Regions from separate parts of the Mus musculus genome. Here regions 1, 2, 3, 5, 6 and 7 are each linked to region 4. A link is a contact called in public ChIA-PET and promoter capture Hi-C data. All regions are on one chromosome and are shown on one strand. Each heading gives the region's core, a stretch centred on a gene start, on an enhancer-like site or on the middle of the called end of the contact. The rest is flanking DNA. Distances are from core to core; before and after follow the strand shown.

Region 1 (2,839 bases), core at 226-2,725, 550 kb before region 4:
TGGCCTGGGCAGGCTGGAGAAGTGGCTCAGCGGTTAAGAGCACTGACTGCTCCTCCAGAGGTCCTGAGTTCAAATCCCAGCAATGATGTGGTGGTTCACAAACATCTGTAATGGAACCCGATGCCCTCTTCTGGTGTGTATCTAAAGACAGCTACAGTGTACTCATTATAAATAAATAAATCTTAGAAAAGCAAAACAAAACTGGGGCCTGGGTGAGCACACTGCTTGCTCTGTGGATGGGGCACCAAGCTCTGCAAACGCCCACCAACAGTTCCCAACCCCAGGAAACACAGAAAACGTAGGGCGTGGTGGTGTACACTTCTCATCCCATTTCTTTATCCAAGGTAGGAAGATGGTTAGGTTAGTGTTAGAGACCAAACCGGGCTGTGCAGTGAGATCCTATCTCAGATAAAAGAAAAAAGGGTGGCGGTAGGCTCCAGGGACTCTGATATCCCTTTCTGGACCCTATGGGTACCCCACTCACACACAAAGCTCCACACAGACACATTAAAACAAAATCTTTAAAAACGCGGGGAAGGGCATTTATCTGCTTGCTGACTACTGCTGCAACACGACCACCACGGCAGACCGCACCTTCATACCATCAGCCAAAATAAACCCTCGATTCCTTAAAACCAATCAAAACAGCCAAGTGTGGTGGCTCATGCTGTAAGTCCCACTATGCGAGAGAAGGCAGAGGCATGGCAATGTCTGTGAACTGGAAATCGGCCAAGTTTCCACACCGAGTTGCAGGTCAGCCCCAGTTAAGCAGTGAGACCCTGTCTGAAATAAATGAAAAGTTGTGCCGATGACTGGAGGGGCTCACACGTGAAACTTGGGACAGGAGGCCAGGACGCAGGGACGGGAGATGCGCAACCTCACGGACTACCGTAAGATTACCGATGAACGATCAATAAGGACAGAGACGTGGTATATGTTAAGGTAATGGTCTGGGAGGAGGCCTGGTCCCAGGACAAATCCCTTTTATGTGCAGATACCGTTATCTTTCAATCCCAGCAAGGGACCTGCTCCGGTGGACAGGAGCAGTGGTCGCCAGGGCCCCGATTAACGAAGGTGGAAACGGAAACAACCAAGGAGGTCAAAATACACGCCGAGACGCCACTCGGACACCCCGAACCACCCTGGAGGCCACAGAAGCGCCACCCAAGCCAGCAATCACGCGGCGACCCAACGGGCCTCGCGAGAGCGCGCTCTCCCGGCGGGCGCGCGCCGATCCTGAGGCAAGAGGGCGGCCGCTGCCTCTCCCCGTCCCGCCCCCGGGCTTTCGCTCCCACCTTCAAGCCTCCCCGACGGAGCAGCCGCCACCGACAAACTGTGCAGCTCCTCACCAACGCTAAGGCCTCGCTATCCGGGTTTAATCTCCGCCAAGGCCGCGGTTTCGCCGCGCGCGTGCGCACGACCGACGAAGCGATCCCTTCCGGGAGCAAAGGCGTCGGCGTTTCGTGTGTGCGCAGGCCCAGCGGATGGACTTCCGTCTTCGGTAGGCGGGAGAGAAAGGAGCGTCGGGGCGCAGAGTGCGCGTGCTCACTGCAGCGACCGCACAGTTTCGCTCCGCCCTAAGTCTAGCGGCGCCGGCTATCGTGACAAGAGGAAAGCGTTAGGGTTCACCGGCCCAGGAAGGCGCTTCGCTCATCGTGGAGTGCTCTGAGTCTAACTTACACCTCACGCTTAGTATGTCTGGCGGTTATTTAAGGACGGGCCATCTCCTTCCCGTCTGACTCTGTTCAACCGCGCAGACCCATAAATTAGGGCCGCGCAACCAGCCCAACAACGCGCAGGCGCAGTAACCGGGTTGGGACTTCCGAGATCGCTCTCTGAGACTTTTGTGGCGCTGGCTGCGGCTTCGGGGAGGACGGCGGCCGAGAGGCAGGGCGCGTGTTGGTTCGCGCGGATCCGTGCGGCGGGATGCGGTACAACGAGAAAGAGTTGCAGGCGCTGTCCCGACAGCCGGCAGAGATGGCGGCCGAGCTGGGCATGCGGGGCCCCAAGAAGGGCAGCGGTGAGCCAGTCGGGGCTGCGGCTGGGGCACTTGGGCGGGCCGGCGCGGTTCCTGGGTGGGCGAATGAGAACAGTTCCGCGCTGACACCGCCCTGTGCCTACAGTGGCCAAGCGGCGACTGGTGAAGCTGGTGGTCAACTTCCTCTTTTACTTCCGCCCGGACGAGGCCGAGGTAGGGGCGTGGGGGGCGCGGGGGACCCGCGCGGCCCGGAGGCCGGCGCTCATGGCCGTGTCTCGCGCAGCCCCTCGGAGCCCTGTTGCTGGAGCGCTGCAGAGTGGCCCAGGAAGAACCGGGCGGCTTCTCCATCAGTAAGTTTCCATCCCGGACTCTGCTCCGCACACCCGATCCTTTTTACTCCCTTAGGAGCCTACGTTTGTCCTGGATCCCGCGTCCGCTGGTGGCCCAGGACTGGCCCAGCTATCACTCAGAGTGCCCACTGGGTCTGGTTCTCGCTTAGTTTCTTCTCCGACCCCTCTGCCCGTTCCCAACTGAGAGAGGTGCAGTCTGCGAACGTGGGGTGTATAGCAGGAACAGTCTCTGCCGCCCTCTCTGCCACGGGTAGGGTACGGGCAGGCTTTAAGGCCTGTCTCAGCCTTCTTCCCTAACGAGAACTTTACAGTATCTTGTAGAGATTTGGGCATCATGTCTACCTATATTATCCAGTGGGGTTCTTTATCTGTACCCCTCTTTTCTCCTTCTTGCACGAGTGCACACGTGTTTTGGGGTGTGAGTATGCCAGTAAGGCCAGAGGGAAACTTGAGTAGTTGGTTCTCATCTTCCACTATGTAGGTCTCCAGCATAAAACGCTGGTCATTGGGC
Region 2 (2,700 bases), core at 64-2,563, 680 kb before region 4:
GCCCACGGGACATGCCAAGCATGGCTGGGCACTGAGCTGGTGCTGGACCAGCCAGCCCAGCTATGTTGACAAACACGGGACCCAGGTGACCAGGACGGGTGGGTGGGGCGGGGAGAGAGAGAGACAGAGACGTGGGGGGGGGGAGGGCTCACCGTGACCAGGAGGCAGTGCAGGTCTCGGGCTTCGGTTGTGCCCAATGTCTCCGCCGGCTCCCCCAGGAGCTGCGCCAGCCTCTGCATGCCTGATACCCGGACGATGTCAATGTCATTGTCGCAGCAGAACGACTGGATCAGGGTGAAGTGAATCTGCAGAGCGATATCATCCTCCTCTTCTTCGTCTATGGCCAGGAGGCACAAGACCACGCTGTCGGGGTCCCTGCAGGAGAGAAGGAGTGTCAGGGGGTCGTCAGACCAGGAGCGGGTGTCACCGTGCACGGGGTGGGATAGGGGGATATGAGCTCCAGGAACCGCAGGCGGGAAGGGTGGACAAGACCCATCGTGCATCAGGAGTGTATATAAGAACAGCCCCCCAGCCGCAGTACTGCACGGGTGCTGGGGTGGCCGACTATGCAAATACTGATGGCGGTGGGGGAGGAAGCACATAGTCCAAAGTTACTGGGGTTGCCTTGTCAAAACAAAAAACACAAAACCTCAAACTTGCGAAGTCAGGGTTCTGCAGCGACTCTCTTTCCTCCTCCCCAAAAAAAATTCTCTGAGAAATGTCGCCCTCCACTCCCCAAAACCGAGAGCGCTGGGAAAGTCCCCCAAAGCCCCGAGCCCTATAGGGATGTTGGAGCGCGCGTGCATCAGAGGGGCGCCCCCACCCACGCCCGAGAAAGGGGGGTGCTGACTCACACATTCATCAGTTTGGCCGCCTCGTACACCCCCACGGTGAGGCGATCCTGACGCTGCGCGGCCACCAGCAGCTGCTCCACCGCGGCAGTCACCGCCTGCATCCTAAAAGGCCAAATGGGGAGATTAGCCGATGACAGCCCCGCAGACCTCAGGCGGCGGGCGAGAAGACCTCAGCCTCTGTTGTACTCACTTCTGAACCGCGTTGTCGCTCGCCACCAGCTCTTCCAGGGTCATGATGCAGTCACACTCCACAGCGGACCCCCACGGAAGATCCCCAAGAGCAAAGTACAAGTCCAGATACGAACCCAAGAGGCAAAAAAACCTTCCCGTGCGACCAGAAGTGTCGGAGGCCTTCCGGAGGCGGTGGGACTTCCCTTCCCAAGAAAAAAGTAGGGGTAAAAAGAAGATTGCAAAATCCCCCTCGAAATTAATCCAAGAAGACAGAGATGAACGCAGACCCAGGGTTGCTGCGGAGTGAGCGCGCGGGCGCTGCGAGCGGTTTATATGACTTCCCGGGTGGAGGCGTGGCCACTGGAGGCATGCGCTTTCCACCCATTGGTAGATGCACAAAGGGCCGAGTATCCCGCGCTGAGATTGGCTGGAGATGGAAAGGGCGGAGCTCGGAGCTCCGGCGGCCCCACGTGGGGGTCAGGGCTGGGAGGAGCGTGAACGCCAGCAGCGGCGACAGCTAGAAAAGCCAGAGAGCTCTAGAGAGAGAGCTCTAGAGAGAAAAAAAAAAAAAAAAAAAAAAAAAAAAAAACCACAGAAGTTTCTCTCCTGATTTCCCGGCAGCCGCGCTACGCAGGCCGCGCGCGGGGTTTCCAGCGCGAGAGGCTGGCCTGAACTTTCGGGGAGGGCTGTCTGGAATCCCCTCGCTGTCCCCGGAGAGTCCCTAGCCTTTCCCAAGCTCTGAAAGAAGGGATGTGCATGCGCCAGGAGGCTTACTAAGTGTTCTGCCGGCCTTGTAGAGTTGGAGAGTGTTTAAATAACGTCTAGGGTATACAGTAAACGTTTGGTAAGTTTGAGGACGGTGGGATCCTCTCCCCAAAGTGAGAACTACCAAGGCACCCTAGCATCGCCAGCACGAAGGTGCTTTGAGAACGCTCAGCCCTCTAAGGCCAGGGTCGCGGGAGGAGAGGCACACAGGAAGCTTCCTAGTGGTCGTGGTAGGTGGCTTGGCGGTGCCCCAGGGGTCCTGGCTGCAGAGCACTAAGGGATCGCAGGGGGAGAGATCCGGAACCCTTTCTCCCTCCTCCCGGCACCCCGAGAATTTCACGTGTGCACGGGAGGCGCAGGTGAAGAGCCCTCCAGACGCTCTGCGGAGTGACCCTGCCCCCTGCCGGCTGCCTCACCGTCTATCCTCAGATCGATTCGCCACACTTAACCCCTGAGGGGGAAGCCAAGTGGCAAAACCCGAAGGGTACTGACCCGGGGAGAGGTGACTGAAAGGCAGCCGCTCTTATGTCCCTGGCATTTTTGTAGTGCGTAGCATGAAGCACAAGCCCCTTCTTCCACGCGTGTCATTTATCTTTCCAAGATTTGTCAGGCAAAGGAATTGATATCTGCATTATGCAAAATGGAAACTGAGGCTTCCAAGGGCGTTCCAAGCCACAGCTTGAGGGCTGGTAGTCGACAGCAAGGACACGAGCGAGGCAGATAGACCCGCGTGGGATTCTCCCACGGTGCACGGGGGCTCCCGGTGAATCACCCTGAGTCGCCTCCTCCGCCAGCCTGGGTCCTGGCCTCGGCCGCGCGGCTCGGTTCCCCGGATCCCCGGATCCCCCGATCCCGGGTCTGGTGACGCATCCTGCTTCCTCCGCGCCACCCACCCAGCATGCGAAATGTC
Region 3 (2,700 bases), core at 114-2,613, 770 kb before region 4:
AACTGAACTCAAACTTGGGGCAGTCCTCCTGCCTCATCTTCTCAAGTGCTGGAAGATAGCCCAACTCTGCATCTACCAGGTGAACCACAAACAGTAGTAGGGTCTGGGGACAGCCTGGATGGGATGTGCCAGGGAAGAACACTGAAGAAAGGTTCTGGGCTTTCTCTGAATATAAAGTGCAGTGTTTGTGTGTGTTTGTGTGTGTGAGCACACGTGCATGTGTGTGCCTGTCTGTGCATGTCTGTGGTGGGGGCATTCATATGTGTGTGCATGTATGTGTGTGGATGTGTGTGTGGATGATAGCCAGGTTCCTTCAGGAATGACAAGAGTCCAGGGAGCCGAGCCAGTAGATTGTCTGTCACAGAATGTCAGTCCACACCAGAATCCTGAGGTCACCCACCCAGGGGCTGCACTGGTCTTTCCCTGGGATGGCTGTTACCTGCAGGGATGTTCCAGATGTCTCTGAGGTCACCAAGAAAACTTGTAGAGAATGCAGACCCATGGGCTGGGGCTTCCAGCATGAGTCCCTGGTGCCACTGCCCCCACTGGAGAGTCAAAGTCATCCTCTCCTGCATGGTGAGTTCAAGGCCAGCCTGGGCGGTTTACTGTGACCCTGTCTTAAAATATATATATATGGCTGAAGTTATAACCCAAGCCAAGTACTGCAAAAGCCAAAAAAAAACCCAAGTAACAGAGAGAATAGAAAAAACCGGAGATGAACATCAGAATACAGAAATGATAAACAAGCAAATAAAAAATCAGTATTTCCTCACTATCCTGGGTCTCTGCTCGGGATTCAAACTCGTTCCTTGAAAACCACAAGGGAGCTTCCTGTCCCTGGCTCCCATGGGGTTTTTTGACTGGACCTTGCTGTTCTGTTAGATCTGGGCTGAGATGGGGAGTTTGATCGGTGTTTTCTTACTGCTAAAATGATGCTCAGCGGAAGATGAATATTATCACAATATGGGATACAAATGTATGCAAACGTCATAATGAAACTCATTATACCATACAATAAATACACACCAATAAAATAAACTCGAAAATCCAAACAAAACAAAGCCTGACTTAGTACATGCCTAACGTTAAGCAGCTTCTCCTCAGAGAGGCCCCTTTGATTGCACCATTGATTGCCAATCTTTAGACGCATAACCCCGCCCTCCAGCTAGTGAATGGCCCGTGGAGACGCCATTCCTGGGTTTGGCCCGCCCACTCGAGCCCGAAGCCCCGCCCTGCCCCCAAGGCTAAGCCTACCAGACTGTCGGCCCTAGGCTCCTCCTCTGGACCAACCTCCGCCACCTTGGCTTCTGATTGGTCCGAATGCTACAGAGGCTCCGCCCTCATCGCGGGAGACCCCGCCCCATGGAAGAGCCCTCTCTAGGCCCCGCGGTGCGTTCGGCTGTGCGGCTGCTGAGACACTGGCTGGAGGCAGGTGAGCTCCGCATGCTGAAGAGACTCGGGGTGTATCGGGGAGGAGTGGGCTGCCTCAGAGAGGACGGGGGCAGCCCAGAGAAGTGGGGTGAAGTCAGACAAGAGTGGGGTGCAGTCAGAGAGAGTTGGGGTGCAGTCAAAGAGGAGTGGGGTGCAATCAGGGAGGAATGGGTGGCAATCAGTTATGGAGGAGTGGGGTGCAGTCAATTAGGGAGGAGTGGGGTACAGTCATACAAGACTGAGTTTGGTGCAGTCAGATACGTATTGGGTAAGGTGACAGGAGTGTGGTGTAGTCAGGGGAGTGGCGTACAGTCAGGAGAAGTGGGGTACAATAAGGGAGGAGTGAAGTGAAGTCAGACAACAGTGGGATACAGACAGAGAAGAATGGAGTTCAGTCATGGAGAAGAGGGGTGCAGTCAGGGAGGAGTGGGGTGCAGTCAAGGAGGAGTGGGGCACTACCTGTTTGCTGTTTGGTTGCACACAGTACCAACACCTTGGAGACAAAGACATAGAGCAGGGGGAAGGTACCTGTGTGTCCCTCTCAGGGACTCAGGGTACATAGGCTTAGATCTTGGGGTGCACAAGGCTCCAGTGTTGACTGACTGTTTCAGAAACTTCCTGTGGGAGTGTTAGGGGCAATAGTGTTAAGGTGTGTGGGCAGCTCTCCACTGCGGGGGTGGGATGGGGTGGGGGTAGGGGCGAGGTGGGAGAGAGGGTGACGGTGGCTGGCTGGGGGACCTCTTGTTATAGCACTGAAACTGTTGCCAGGTGTCAGGGAACCAGGCACCAAGTTCACCGGTTTGCAGCTGCAGACAGGTCTAGTGCTCTCAGTGGCTTTGGGACTCTGCTTTGATCTGTTAGCTGCTGTCCCTCAGTCCTCAGTCCCCCCTACCTCCTCATGAGGGCAGGGCAGCTAGCCCTGGGTAGGCTCCCTGCAGTATCTGCCAGGGAAGATATGTGTTAAGGCCATTCTGGTGCAAGCTGTCACAGAAAGACTATGAGGAACCCCCCTTGACTCCCACCATCCTGGGGTGCAAATGAGAATCTCTACCCCGGTGGTGGCAGGCGTGCTCTCCCAGTCCTTAGGAAACTGAGGCAGAAAAATGGAAAATTTGAGGCTAGCTTAGGCTACATAGTGAGTTCCAGGACAGCCACGACTGCAGAGTGAGACACTGTCTCAAAAACACCACAGTCAGCTTGCAGTTTAGTGTAAGATTGTCTCTGAACTTGGGTGACTCTGCTGTGCAGGGAACACTGGGTAACATCTAG
Region 4 (2,700 bases), core at 107-2,606:
CTTTTGAAGCAGGGATCCAGTATAGCCCAGGCTAGGCTCATCCTGCCTCAGCGTCCCAAGGGATGGGATCACAGCTGTACAGTACAATGCCTTACAGCAAACATCCTCCTTGTTGTCTCTAAGGTGTTAGTTTCTCCTTCAAATAGGACCACAGTAAGGTCTATTAACTGTCACCAGCAAGATCACAGCTGAGCCTGAGTGAATTCAGGCGCCAGCAGTCAACACCACGAATCACCAAGCCCTCCACTCTTCAAGGGGGCTACATCACAGCTGGGCTGGGTACAGTGGTGGGGTCTGTAACCCCAGCAATGAGAGACTGTAGCAGGAACATGAGTTTGATATGACTCTAGGCCACACAGGAAGACCCTATCTTTAAAAGAAAAAATAATGTTGGGTATAGTAGTAAGTCTGTCATCCTAGTATTTGGGGTCAGAGCCTGGAGGATCAGGAGTTCAAAGTCAGCCTCTTATACATGAGATCCTGTCTCCAAAGCAGGCATTTGGGGCTGGAGTTGTGTTGGCAGAGTCCCTGCCTGGCATGCACCAAGCTCTTAGTTCCATCCCTGGTGCTGTATAAATGGGCTTGACTGTGCACACCTGCCATCCCAGCATTAGCAGTGAAGGCATTCGGATGAAGCCTTCAAGATCACCCACAGTATAGAGTTTGAGCTAGGACCCATCAGACACTGTCTCAAAGCAACAACAAAACACAGAAGGAGTTAGACCCGACTTCCTGAGTTCTCCCACTCCTTATGTTAACACTGCAACCTGCTAGGCGATGGGAGGTTCCACTTAGCAACTGTCGCTCACGTCTACCAAACTGCACAGGTGTTTAATCCCTGTACATAAAGAGAAAGACACCAAAGCTTTGGCAGGGAAACTAAGACATCTGCTCTAGAGGCCCTTGCTAGCTGTCCAGGTTGGGGATGAGATGGAAAGAGCCACCGGGTGGGTGGCCTAAGTGTCCTGGGCCTCTCCCCTGTCCCACTCTGTGCTTCGGGGACATCAGCCGGGTTTCTGCAGTCAGCTTCCTGAGGTTGGAAGATACACAGGCCTCAGCGTTCCCGACTATAATCAGGGACGATAGCAGGAGGCCTGCAACTTGCTATGTAGACCATGCAGAACTGTGTAACGTGAATTCAAACATGCTTCGGCCTAATGCTAGACACCGACATTACCGAGGGCTGGGATCTGACCTATAGGTCTCTACGGTCCCAACGCCTCTCAACACTAGGCTTGGGCTCCAAGGTCCCCGCAGCGCCAGCTCGGAGCCCAGGACTACGCCACTCTCCCGACCGCAAGGGCTTCACTCACCCGCCAGCGCCGCCATCTTGGCCTCGGCCTTCAGACAACCTCTGCGGTCCGTCCTCCAAAGAGTTCCGGTTCTAGTCCAACGCCCAAATAGACACCAGCGGAAACCCGCACCACAAGCCGAGTGGTTCTGACCCGCTTTATACCTGTGGTCGCGTCCGCGCAGAGTGCGCCACGGTCGTCCTGTGACAAACAGGAAACAGCGACAAAATAAAGAACTTCCACTTTATTCAGTATTAGGGAATGAAAAAGTCGCTGTGGTCGTCCCTGGGTGGGCTCGAACCACCAACCTTTCGGTTAACAGCCGAACGCGCTAACCGATTGCGCCACAGAGACGACATTAGTCAGCTGCTTATAGTATAACCCTACAAGGTTTGACAGACAAATTGTGAAGTGCGCTTGCGCGCTAAAGCAATGGCACGGGGCGGAGGGAGGGTGTTACCGACAAACAGCGCGTCGCCGAAATAGCTCAGTTGGGAGAGCGTTAGACTGAAGATCTAAAGGTCCCTGGTTCGATCCCGGGTTTCGGCAAGTGTTTTTAACTCATTGATGAACCTGTCTTCCGTTTTTGAGATTTTTGATTCGTTTTGAACCACAGTCTTGAATTAGTCCAATCCAATGTTGAACTTTTACGTTCTATTTACATATTAGCAATCAGTCCTGCATTCTTCCAATTAATAGGTCTAAAGCCATTACTGACTATGAAATGTAAAAGTATCGGGGTGAATTGTTTACACACCTGTCAGACTAGCACCCCAGAGAAGCAGGAGGATGTGTACGAGGACAAGTTCTTCCTCTCAAAAAGCCAAAATTATTATTGTTGTTGGTAATGATGTTGTTAAGTAACTTTTTTTTTTTTTTCTTTTTTGGTTTTTCGAGACAGGGTTTCTCTGTATAGTCCTGGCTGTCCTGGAACTCACTCTGTAAACCAGGCTGGCCTTGAACTCAGAAATTCACCTGCCTCTGCCTCCCAAAGGTAACATTTTTTTAAAATGGCTCAGCAGAGCATTGGTTCCTCTTTCAAAAGAATGGGAATTCAATTCCCAGCATCCCATAACCTTCTAAAACTCCAATTCATGGGTCTCTGATGGCTCTTTTGATCTCTCCAGGCACCAGGCATGCATGCAGTCAAAACACCCACACATAAAATAATAAAGTAAAATGAATAAATGTAGGTGGTTAGTGAGCACTCTCTCCTATCACGCAGAAGACCCTGGTTCCACCTCGGCACCACATAAACAAGGCATGTGTGGCGTGCCTGTCATTCCAGCCCTGGGGAGGTTGAGGCAGGAGAGTTAGGAGTCCTTGGCTAGACAGCAAACTCAAGGCCAACCATGATAATGAGAATGATAAAGGTCTGAACTGGTTCAGTGGATAAAAGCAGTTGACT
Region 5 (2,792 bases), core at 225-2,724, 560 kb after region 4:
TGGCACATAACTCCAATCCCAGTGCTTACGAGGTAGAGGGCTGCAGATTCCGTGAGTTCCAGTCAGCCAGGACTACAATAGTGAGATCTTGTCTCAAATAGACAAATGCATCTATGCATACAGATAGATGTATATATATGGAGGTCAGAGACCAAGTCTGGTGTTTTCTGCATTGCCCTATACCTTAATTGAGGCTTCACTGATTCAGCACATTCCCAGAGCCTCAGGGACCCTGTGGCTTGGCTCGTCCCCTAGAGCTGGGGTTACAGGCATGAGACACAGCTCTACAGTGAGTTGTAGGCCATCTGTACCTCAGGATGGTAGCACAGCCTCTCATTGACCAAACTCAAGAAGCGGGTATTTACTTATAAATTCCAGGCCAGCCAGGGCTACATGGCAATACCTTTACAAAAAGAAAGTCATGTGTGGTAGCCACACACCTCTAATGTCAGTGCTCAGGAGGCTCTGTAGCACAGATGGCCTCAAACTCACTGGAGAGCAAGGGTTTGAGCAAGGGTTTGAATTCCTGGTCTTCCACCTCCAGTGCTAGGATGACAGGTGTGCTCTACCATGCCTGGTGGAATGGAGTATGGAGCCCAGGTTTTCTGTACACCAGGCATATGCCCCAACTTAAGCTATATCCTTAACCCCATTTTGTTTCCTCTGATAGGTCTCACTCTAACTGAACTCATGGCAATCCTCCTGCCTCAGACCCCTCAAATACTGAGCTCAGAGGCCTGTCACCAGGCTACGTGGTTTTCTTTCTTTTTTTTTTTGAGACAGGGTTTCTCTGTATAGCTCTGGGGGTCCTGGAACTCACTTTGTAGACCAGGCTGGCCTCGAACTCAGAAATCCGCCTGCCTCTGCCTCCCAAGTGCTGGGATTAAAGACGCGCGCCACCGCGCCCGGCTCTACGCTGTTTTTACTCAGGGTTCTGAATCATCTGCTAGTTTCCCTGTACGTAATGCCTCCCATCCACAGCCCTCTGGATACCCGGCTCTGGGCCTCAGTTTCCCCCGAATGCTCACCTGCCCACAGTGTTTTCAGGGCCAGCAGTAGCAGCAGGGACCAGCAGACCTCCATCCTGGCACAGGATCAGTGGTCCCTGGGGGAAAGGGTTCCCCACTCTCTCTTCCTGTGGGGACAGGTGGCCTTCCCAGTACCACCCACCTTGCACAAGTGTCAACTCCTCCTACTTCACACCCTGCTGTGTGGTTTTAGAAAGCAATTCTGCTGTCAAAGCTGCCCCCTGCCTGGGGGGCAGCAACTATAGCCCAGTGATGCTCATTCTGGTGATTAGCACCAGGTAAACACTGGGTCTGTCTCAATGGACCTCAACCCCCACAGAGGATGACTCACAGGGTCAGTTCTCTCCTTGAGCCGTGTAGGTCCTGTGCTAGGCTTGGTGGCAGGCCTCTACCCACTGAGCCTTACTGCTGGCCCTGCAACTTTGTACATAAGGCTGGCTGCAAATTATACGGGTAGAGGAAGGCCTGAACTAACGCCTTTCCAACAACTTGTCCTTCTCTCATCAGTTATAAGCAGCACAGGTTCCATGAAGTGCTATTCAGTAGAGTACAGCTTTGTTCTGGAGACTGGAACTCTGGAGAGTTAACAGGCCCACGCAATGAAAGTGACACTTTCTTTTCCTTTCTTTACATGGCACCCAATGCTATTTCAGCACTGGGTCACTGTAGCCACCCTGCACAGCATGATGTGGTCAGAGCATCACTCAGCCTGTCCTTCCTGTGGGGAGTCACCAGGCTGCCTGCCACAGGGACTCCTCAGGCAGGCACTGGAGTTCCCAGGGCTGAAGAAGTGCCCAGGACACAAGGACTGCTGGGATACTAGTCCTCTGCACGCCTCAGGACCCAGGCCTTCTGACTGCAGGATGGAGGCGGACACAGACAGCCACAGTGCCAGATGCAGGAAGGTGGGATCTGCAGGCAGCAAGTTGCTTCTGGGCCTGGGGCCCCTGTACAATCCTGAGCCTTAACAGTCACTATCTCTTCCTGCCCATCCCACGGCCTTGGCCGGGCTACCCAGGTGGCCCTCAGTACCGAGTGCCACCGGCGTCCTAGGTGATTCTCTCAGCTTCTCAGAAAGCTATTTTATTTTATTTCACACACACCAAAAGCAGAGAGGAGACTGTGGTGCTGGCCTTCCTTGGGCTGGGCTGGAGTCTCTGGCTCCCCACCAGGCAGTCGGTCCCCAGCCTCCCAGGCTTGTCATCATCTGAAAGCTGAGTGGGGTGTTTGCCCTGCACCACAGCTCTTCTCCAAAGCCGAGGAAAACCCATGGGGAATACGGGGTAAGAGGACCTAAGGATCATGGGATGGGAGCCCACATGGAACCTCGGTGAGGTAGTCTGTCGCCTGAGGCCCACACGGGTCCTGCTGAGGTAAAATTTGTAAGTTTATTTCAGGGACGTGGGTCAGGACTCTTCGGTGCCAGAGTCATCCTCTTCATCCCCAAAGCAGCTGTCGGCCTCCTCCACTTCGCCGTCCTCATAGTAGTCGTCGTAGAAGAGGTCCGAGCCCTCGTCGGGCGCCGGCGCCTTGGTCTTCACGCAGTACTCGGCCAGCGTAGTGGGCACCTTCACACCATCGCGCTCCGCGTCCACCTTGGTCCCCAGGACCTGCTTCCTGGGGAGACAGGGCAGGTGAGGCCAAGGCCCAGGACAATGGGATTCCAAGAATAGACACTGAATGGAGGGCAGGGAGCAGGTGGGAGGGAATAAAGGGCGTGGGGACAAGGAGTGGCCAGTTCCCAGCAGGAAGGTAACCACAGCT
Region 6 (2,700 bases), core at 195-2,694, 610 kb before region 4:
GTTCCTCCATCAAAAGAGAAAAGAAAAAAAAAAAGACAAGGAGAAACCAGAATAGCCTTGGTGGACGGCACCTGCACAAAGAGGGCAGTTTCCAGAGGACAGTGGCCTGCTAAATATGATGTAGAGCCCTGGCCCACTGGCCAGATGCAGCAAGCCCTGACACACTTTCAAAAGCTCATGCTCAGCCAAGAACAGGATGTGGGGATAAAAGCAGCCAAAGAGAGATGTTGGCCACATGGTGGAGAGCCCAGGAACCACATGTGTGAGGAATGCCTTAAAGCTTAGCCAATCAAGGAGGCACATGCCAGCCAGTTGTGGCAGCACCGGGGAGGCTGAGGCAGAGCTGCAAGCCCACCGCCAGCCTGGGCCATACAGGGAGACCCTGTCACAAAAGTCTGTAATCTCAAAAAGGAAAAGAAAAAGTATTTTTAAAAATGACCTGGGCTCTTGTTTCACAAGACAAGAGCGTACACAGTAGCAGGACGCACTGGCCACCCTTCAAACCGGCCCAAGACCCAAGGATGCAACACTCCAGGATCTGGGACTGAAGGCTGGAGCCACAAAGACAAAACAAGAAAGGACTCTACTAAGCCAGGAGTTGCGATGCGGCGCGTGAGATAACTAGGCCGGTGTTTTGCTTTGAGTTCCAGGTTAGCCAAGCCTCACCGGGTGCACAGGGACAGCCAGGGCAACATGGGAAGTCAGAGCCCAGCCTGGACTGCAGAGCGAGCTGGAGGCCAGCCTGAGCTGCGGAGCAAGTTGGAGGGCAGCCTGGACTGCAGAGTGAGTGTGAAGCCAACATGGGTTACATAGTGAGTTCAAGGCTAGCCTGGACTACGCCGAGTTCGAGACCAGCATGCCACCTCTCTCAGAAAGCAAAGCACACCAGAAGCCAGCCTCCTGCCAGGGCGCACCCCGCGCACACCTGAGGCGTCCCAGCAGAAGCTCGTCCCCAGCGTTCTGCACCGACCCTGAGGTGGGGACCCCCTTCCGCCCAAGGTCACAGAACAGAAGCCGGGGTGCCGGGCTGCATGCACCTCGGGGGCCGCGCTGGACGCCCCGGGGATGGAGCGCGGGAACTCGCCCCATTCTGCAAAAGGGGAAACTGAGGCTGGCAGGAACAGCGGCGGCGGCGGTTGGGGCCCCGGGGCGCAGGGCGGGCTAAGCCCCGCCAGAAGTCTGCGGTGGCAATGAGCGAGTGGACCGCAAGGTCAAGGGCACGGTCAGGAGTTGGGGGGCCGGGCCGATCGGCCGTGGCGCTCACCTGGGCCGCGAGTAGCAGCAAAGCTGCGGCCAGCCGCGCCGCGGCCATGTCCGCCGGTCCCCCCGCAGCTCTAGGCGGAAGGTTTCCTGGCAACGCCTTCGGGACGCCGCAACGTGCTTGCGCCGAGGCTGCGCGTGCGCAAAGGCCTCCGCGTTAGAAAAGGGCGGGGCGGCGCCTGCGCAGAGCGACGTGAGGCGACAAGATGGCGGTGAGCATGTCTAGATCGTGGAAAGCAGGGCCGCGGGATCGAGGGTCTGTGGAAGCGAGAGCAGAAAGACTGAAAGGAGAGTGACGGACGCCCTAGAGTAGGGAGACAGGGTGCTGAAGGATGGGAGCCACGTGGGACTGCAGACGGAAGCCATGGGTACAGACCAGGTGACATGAAAAACAGACGACCGACATGAGGATGCAGACGCGGAACGTGGGGGTTGCAGACCAGGCAGACAGGGGTGCGTACAGGAAACAGTGCAGATGGGGTATCCAGGGATGCAGATGAGGACGTGGGCATGCAGACAGAAATGCAGACTCGGGCATAGCATTCAATTAGGCAGACACTGGAGGTGAGGATGCACCCAGGGTTCTGGGAGCCTGAGTTGGAAAGGAGTCCCTGGGTGCCATGCCCAGGCTACAGGGATATGGGGAGGCTGGACCTCTCTCCTCAGCGCCCCACCTCCCAGCAGGACAAAGAGAAAAAGAAGAAAGAAAGCATCTTGGACCTCTCCAAGTACATCGATAAGACCATTCGGGTGAAGTTCCAGGGTGGCCGGGAAGGTGAGTGCCTACCGCAGGGCTCCCTGACACAGAGCTTGGCTGAGGTCACAGCAAGCAAGGGAAGCCACCTAGTACAGGCGTTCCAATAATGGCTTGGGCTATTGTGTACCATTGAAAGGTATGCCCCTATTGTGGGTGGGGAAACAGAGCCCCAGGAAAGGAGTCAAGTGAGATTAGCACCCAGACCAGTATGGATGGATCCTGAAGGAAGGGGCCAGGACCCACGAGGAGGTGGAAGGAGGTGATAGGAAGCCCTGTTCTTAAGCACCTGGACACAGCAGGAACCTGGAAGGTTTCCCAATGAAAGGATTGAAAGTTCCAGGCCAGTTTAAGTTATGTAGCAAGATCTGTCTCCAAGAATCAACCATGGGTGGGGCTGTATGTCTGTGGGTAGATTGCTGGTTTAGCATGCATAAAGCCCTGAGTTCTATTCCCAACCCCGTGTAAACCTGGCGTGGTTGTATAAGCCTGGCATTCCAACACTAGGGGTAAGACAGGAGGATCAGGCTGCCTAGTGAGTCTGAGACCAGCTTGGGCACATGAGACCCTGGGGGGGGGGGGGGAGACTGTTTCAGATTGCATGGATGGGTGACAATAAAGTTTTATGGACACTATATAGCACCTTCCATACTGGAAAGAAGAGGGTTGGAGTCACAGTGACTAGG
Region 7 (2,810 bases), core at 120-2,619, 650 kb before region 4:
TCCCAGATTCTGAATTGTTCTAGTCCCTTCTAAAGCGGAGGACCAAGGAGGAGCGAGTTCACACATGGGACGACGCCTCCCATCCTAAGACTGAAGGGGACAGGCAAACCGTGGGCGTTGTGCCTTCAGGAGCAAAGGCTGCAGGTTCCCAGCCAGTGACTGCTCACATGAGTGTGGCCACACTAGCTATGCTCCTGGCCTCTCCTGTATGAATACTGTGTGGCCCCTCTGTGCCCCACCTCGATGGCAAGGCCTGGAAACTTGCTTCCCTGCAACTTAGTGCCAGGAGCCAGCCAGTTTCACCTGTCACCTCCCCACCACTGACACATGGTATTTTTTTAAAGAATATTTATTTTTTTACATCGGTCAGTAACGCAGCTCACTGGGATGATGCTCTGGGGGTTCAGGCCTGGAGCTGCCACAACTGGCAGCTTCCTTTACTGAGCTAGGGCGAGTTCTTTCTCTCTCCTGGCACAGCTGATGGTAGGAAGAGTCCAGGCCTAGTCTTCCCCCAAGGCAAGAGCTCTTGGCCACAGGATGCCACCACTGCCACCAACCTCCAGAACCCACCAGCCACCTCCTGCTTCTAGATACCTCCGTTTTCTTTGTGACCGGCGTTGGATCCTGGATAGTTATGGCTGGCTGCAGTCACTGCGCAGCTCTGCTGCCTTGCCCACAGGGCAGGTGTACTCTGCACTGGAGCTAGCTTCCTTGTATTTGAGGAGCAGGTCTAGAGTAATCTGCAGGTCCTCAGGGGTCTGTTTCTGGCCCTGGCTAGGTGAGATGGTTACCGGAGTGGCACTGCTGCTGGGGAGCCGCCGGCACTGCGCACATCGCTCAGCTCTACAGATTGTTTCTTTTATAAGATGCATGCCAAACGTGTGTTCCACCTTTTCTTTTACGCCTATGATTTGTAATATACATTTTACAACTGGAAACTTTTGTATACTCAAATAAACATTGACTTTAACTGCAGCCTCAGAGTAGATCTTCAGATTAAGATAGGAGCAGCAGGCTGGTAAGATGGCTCAGTGGGTAAGAGCACCGGACTGCTCTTCCGAAGGTCCGAAGTTCAAATACCAGCAACCACATGGTGGCTCACAACCATCCGTATAACTTTAAAAAAAAAACATATTAAAAAAAAAAAAAAAAAGCAGCGAGGATTTTATATTGTACGCATGCGCAGCGGGGAGGTCCAGGACAAAATGACCCTGGTCCAGCCCTTGCCAGGGCGTCAAAAGTCAGTGGGCTCACGCGGGAAGTTGCACAGCCTTCTGGGAATTGTGGTTCGGGTTTCCTTCCTTTCTAGAAGCCAAAGGACAGTGCTTAGGGACGGCGCGCACAGCCTTGTGGGAGCAGGAGTTTGCAGTTTCCCATAGAGCCTCCGAGGTCAGAGTGCACGGCGCGCACGGGTTTGTGGGAGGTGTAGTTTAACTTGTTTCCATGGTGACTCAGGCCGCAGCTTTGTCAGACTGCTGACGACGCGCGCTGCCTTGTGGGAATCGACTCAGCCTCTGTTTCCCGTGGTGCCCCGGCTTGGCTTCCGGGGCGTATGGTCGGTGTGCGCGACCGTGGCCCGGTTGACTGAGCAGCCATGGACAGCGGCTTCGGCTCGGATTTTGGCGGCACGGGTGGCGGGAAGCTGGACCCGGGGGCCATTATGGAGCAGGTGAAAGTGCAGATCGCCGTGGCCAACGCGCAGGAGCTGCTCCAGGTGCGGGGCGCGCCGGGGTTGGTGGCGGGGTTCCCCGGGTGAGTCCCCGCTGAGACCTCGCGTGTGTCCACAGAGAATGACGGACAAGTGTTTCCGGAAGTGCATCGGGAAGCCCGGGGGCTCCTTGGATAACTCGGAGCAGGTGAGACATCTCGGGAACCCGGGGTGGTGAGGGGCGCGGGGTCAGGAGCGTCTAGGAGGTTGAGAGATGTGCGCGTGCGCGGCCTCTAGCCTTAGCTACTGAGGAAGTTGTGCGCGTGCGCGGGGTGAGGACCCGGCTTCTGTGCCTAGATCGGTGCAGCCTTCATGGGTGATCCTCGGGTCGTGTGACCGTCAGTCAGGGATCCCCCTCCACGCTTTGCAGAAATGCATCGCCATGTGCATGGACCGCTACATGGACGCCTGGAATACCGTGTCCCGCGCCTACAACTCTCGACTGCAGCGGGAACGAGCCAACATGTGACCGGGACCTGTGCCTCGGGACACCGTGCTTATGGTCTGAACTGTTTTCCCTGCCAGTTAGGGTGTCTCCTCCTAGCCGCCCTGAAGTCTGGCAGCATGGAGGGCTTGGGGATCGAGGCCTCTCCCCTGGGTTGCTGCGTCCAGCTCAATCTCAGAAGAGAGTGAGGACCCGACAGAGCACAGGGATCTGGCTGGCCCCACTGACCTGTGACCTCAGGAGAGCAGGCCAATAAATCGCTGCTGGGGCAGTAAAGCAGGCGTGTCACCTCACTGCTTCAGGTCCCTTCCCCTGAGTAGGCCCAGACCTCCCAGGGTATCTTTCCCCTTGGGGTCAGTGGGCTGCTGGCTCTCAGGGAATTCGGAGCATGATCTCAGGTGTTTGGTCATCCCGGGGAGACCAGCCGAGGTTAAGAAGCAAGGCTTCATGTAGCCTTCACCTATCATGCATGAGGCCCAGGGTGCTGACCTTAACTCTGAATAAACCAAGTGTGGTGCACACCTGTCTGCCCAGCACTTGAGGGTGGGTTAAGTGTGGAGGCAAGAGGATTGGTACATGAGATTTGGTCAATTTGGTCAGTCCCACCAAAACATAAGCACCAAAGGAGCCAAGTTGGAGACATGCCCTGCTCCTGGA

What was found. Promoter capture Hi-C pulls out the DNA fragments that hold promoters and counts their contacts. ChIA-PET counts read pairs in DNA pulled down with a chosen protein or histone mark.
Region 1: a contact with region 4 is called in an RNA polymerase II ChIA-PET map of memory CD8 T cells, with 42 read pairs. The contact joins the promoter of Plekhj1 here to the promoter of Ndufs7 in region 4. A contact is called at or near these places in 3 of 39 promoter capture datasets (liver, neutrophils and pre-B cells), 1 of 484 Hi-C or Micro-C datasets (natural killer cells), 2 of 115 datasets of contacts at active chromatin or transcription factors (memory CD8 T cells and microglia) and 1 of 9 other capture datasets (adipose tissue).
Region 2: an RNA polymerase II ChIA-PET map of memory CD8 T cells shows a contact between it and region 4, with 56 read pairs. The contact joins the promoter of Gadd45b here to the promoter of Ndufs7 in region 4. A contact is called at or near these places in 4 of 39 promoter capture datasets (embryonic stem cells, liver and maxillary cranial neural crest), 1 of 115 datasets of contacts at active chromatin or transcription factors (memory CD8 T cells) and 2 of 9 other capture datasets (adipose tissue and liver).
Region 3: a contact with region 4 is called in a promoter capture Hi-C map of pre-B cells, with 4 times the contacts expected there. The contact joins the promoter of Gng7 here to the promoter of Ndufs7 in region 4. A contact is called at or near these places in 4 of 39 promoter capture datasets (cranial neural crest, liver, neutrophils and 1 more) and 1 of 115 datasets of contacts at active chromatin or transcription factors (bone marrow-derived macrophages).
Region 5: a contact with region 4 is called in a promoter capture Hi-C map of pre-B cells, with 6 times the contacts expected there. The contact joins the promoter of Gzmm here to the promoter of Ndufs7 in region 4. A contact is called at or near these places in 1 of 39 promoter capture datasets (pre-B cells) and 1 of 115 datasets of contacts at active chromatin or transcription factors (memory CD8 T cells).
Region 6: a contact with region 4 is called in a promoter capture Hi-C map of pre-B cells, with 3 times the contacts expected there. The contact joins the promoter of Lsm7 here to the promoter of Ndufs7 in region 4. A contact is called at or near these places in 3 of 39 promoter capture datasets (liver, maxillary cranial neural crest and pre-B cells), 2 of 115 datasets of contacts at active chromatin or transcription factors (memory CD8 T cells and pancreatic cancer cells) and 1 of 9 other capture datasets (liver).
Region 7: a promoter capture Hi-C map of neural stem cells shows a contact between it and region 4. The contact joins the promoter of Timm13 here to the promoter of Ndufs7 in region 4. A contact is called at or near these places in 3 of 39 promoter capture datasets (liver, neural stem cells and pre-B cells).

What each region holds. Positions count from the first base shown.
Region 1 is chr10:80,797,262-80,800,100 of GRCm38.p6, reverse strand. It overlaps Plekhj1 (pleckstrin homology domain containing, family J member 1), which reads left to right and starts at 1,475. Exons shown (of 6, transcript NM_023900.2): 1 at 1,475-2,020; 2 at 2,124-2,191; 3 at 2,262-2,328. The coding sequence starts at 1,927. It overlaps Sf3a2 (splicing factor 3a, subunit 2), which reads right to left and starts at 1,366. Exons shown (of 9, transcript NM_013651.4): 1 at 1,296-1,366.
Region 2 is chr10:80,928,704-80,931,403 of GRCm38.p6, reverse strand. Gadd45b (growth arrest and DNA-damage-inducible 45 beta) reads right to left here and starts at 1,313. Exons shown (of 4, transcript NM_008655.1): 1 at 1,045-1,313; 2 at 855-956; 3 at 153-375. The coding sequence starts at 1,088.
Region 3 is chr10:81,013,588-81,016,287 of GRCm38.p6, reverse strand. It overlaps Gng7 (guanine nucleotide binding protein (G protein), gamma 7), which reads left to right and starts at 1,363. Exons shown (of 4, transcript NM_010319.3): 1 at 1,363-1,432.
Region 4 is chr10:80,248,105-80,250,804 of GRCm38.p6, reverse strand. It overlaps Ndufs7 (NADH:ubiquinone oxidoreductase core subunit S7), which reads right to left and starts at 1,356. Exons shown (of 8, transcript NM_029272.4): 1 at 1,314-1,356. The coding sequence starts at 1,329. It overlaps n-TFgaa3 (a tRNA gene), which reads left to right and starts at 1,769; the gene lies at 1,769-1,841. n-TNgtt7 (a tRNA gene) reads right to left here and starts at 1,646; the gene lies at 1,573-1,646.
Region 5 is chr10:79,687,702-79,690,493 of GRCm38.p6, reverse strand. Gzmm (granzyme M (lymphocyte met-ase 1)) reads right to left here and starts at 1,474. Exons shown (of 5, transcript NM_008504.3): 1 at 1,029-1,474. The coding sequence starts at 1,083. Cdc34 (cell division cycle 34) reads right to left here. Exons shown (of 5, transcript NM_177613.2): 5 at 2,096-2,645. The coding sequence ends at 2,435.
Region 6 is chr10:80,853,953-80,856,652 of GRCm38.p6, reverse strand. Lsm7 (LSM7 homolog, U6 small nuclear RNA and mRNA degradation associated) reads left to right here and starts at 1,444. Exons shown (of 4, transcript NM_025349.2): 1 at 1,444-1,472; 2 at 1,945-2,035. The coding sequence starts at 1,467. It overlaps Sppl2b (signal peptide peptidase like 2B), which reads right to left and starts at 1,378. Exons shown (of 15, transcript NM_175195.3): 1 at 1,265-1,378. The coding sequence starts at 1,312.
Region 7 is chr10:80,899,528-80,902,337 of GRCm38.p6, reverse strand. Timm13 (translocase of inner mitochondrial membrane 13) reads left to right here and starts at 1,369. Exons shown (of 3, transcript NM_013895.4): 1 at 1,369-1,714; 2 at 1,788-1,856; 3 at 2,079-2,810. The coding sequence starts at 1,595. The coding sequence ends at 2,177. It overlaps Lmnb2 (lamin B2), which reads left to right. Exons shown (of 12, transcript NM_010722.5): 12 at 1-975.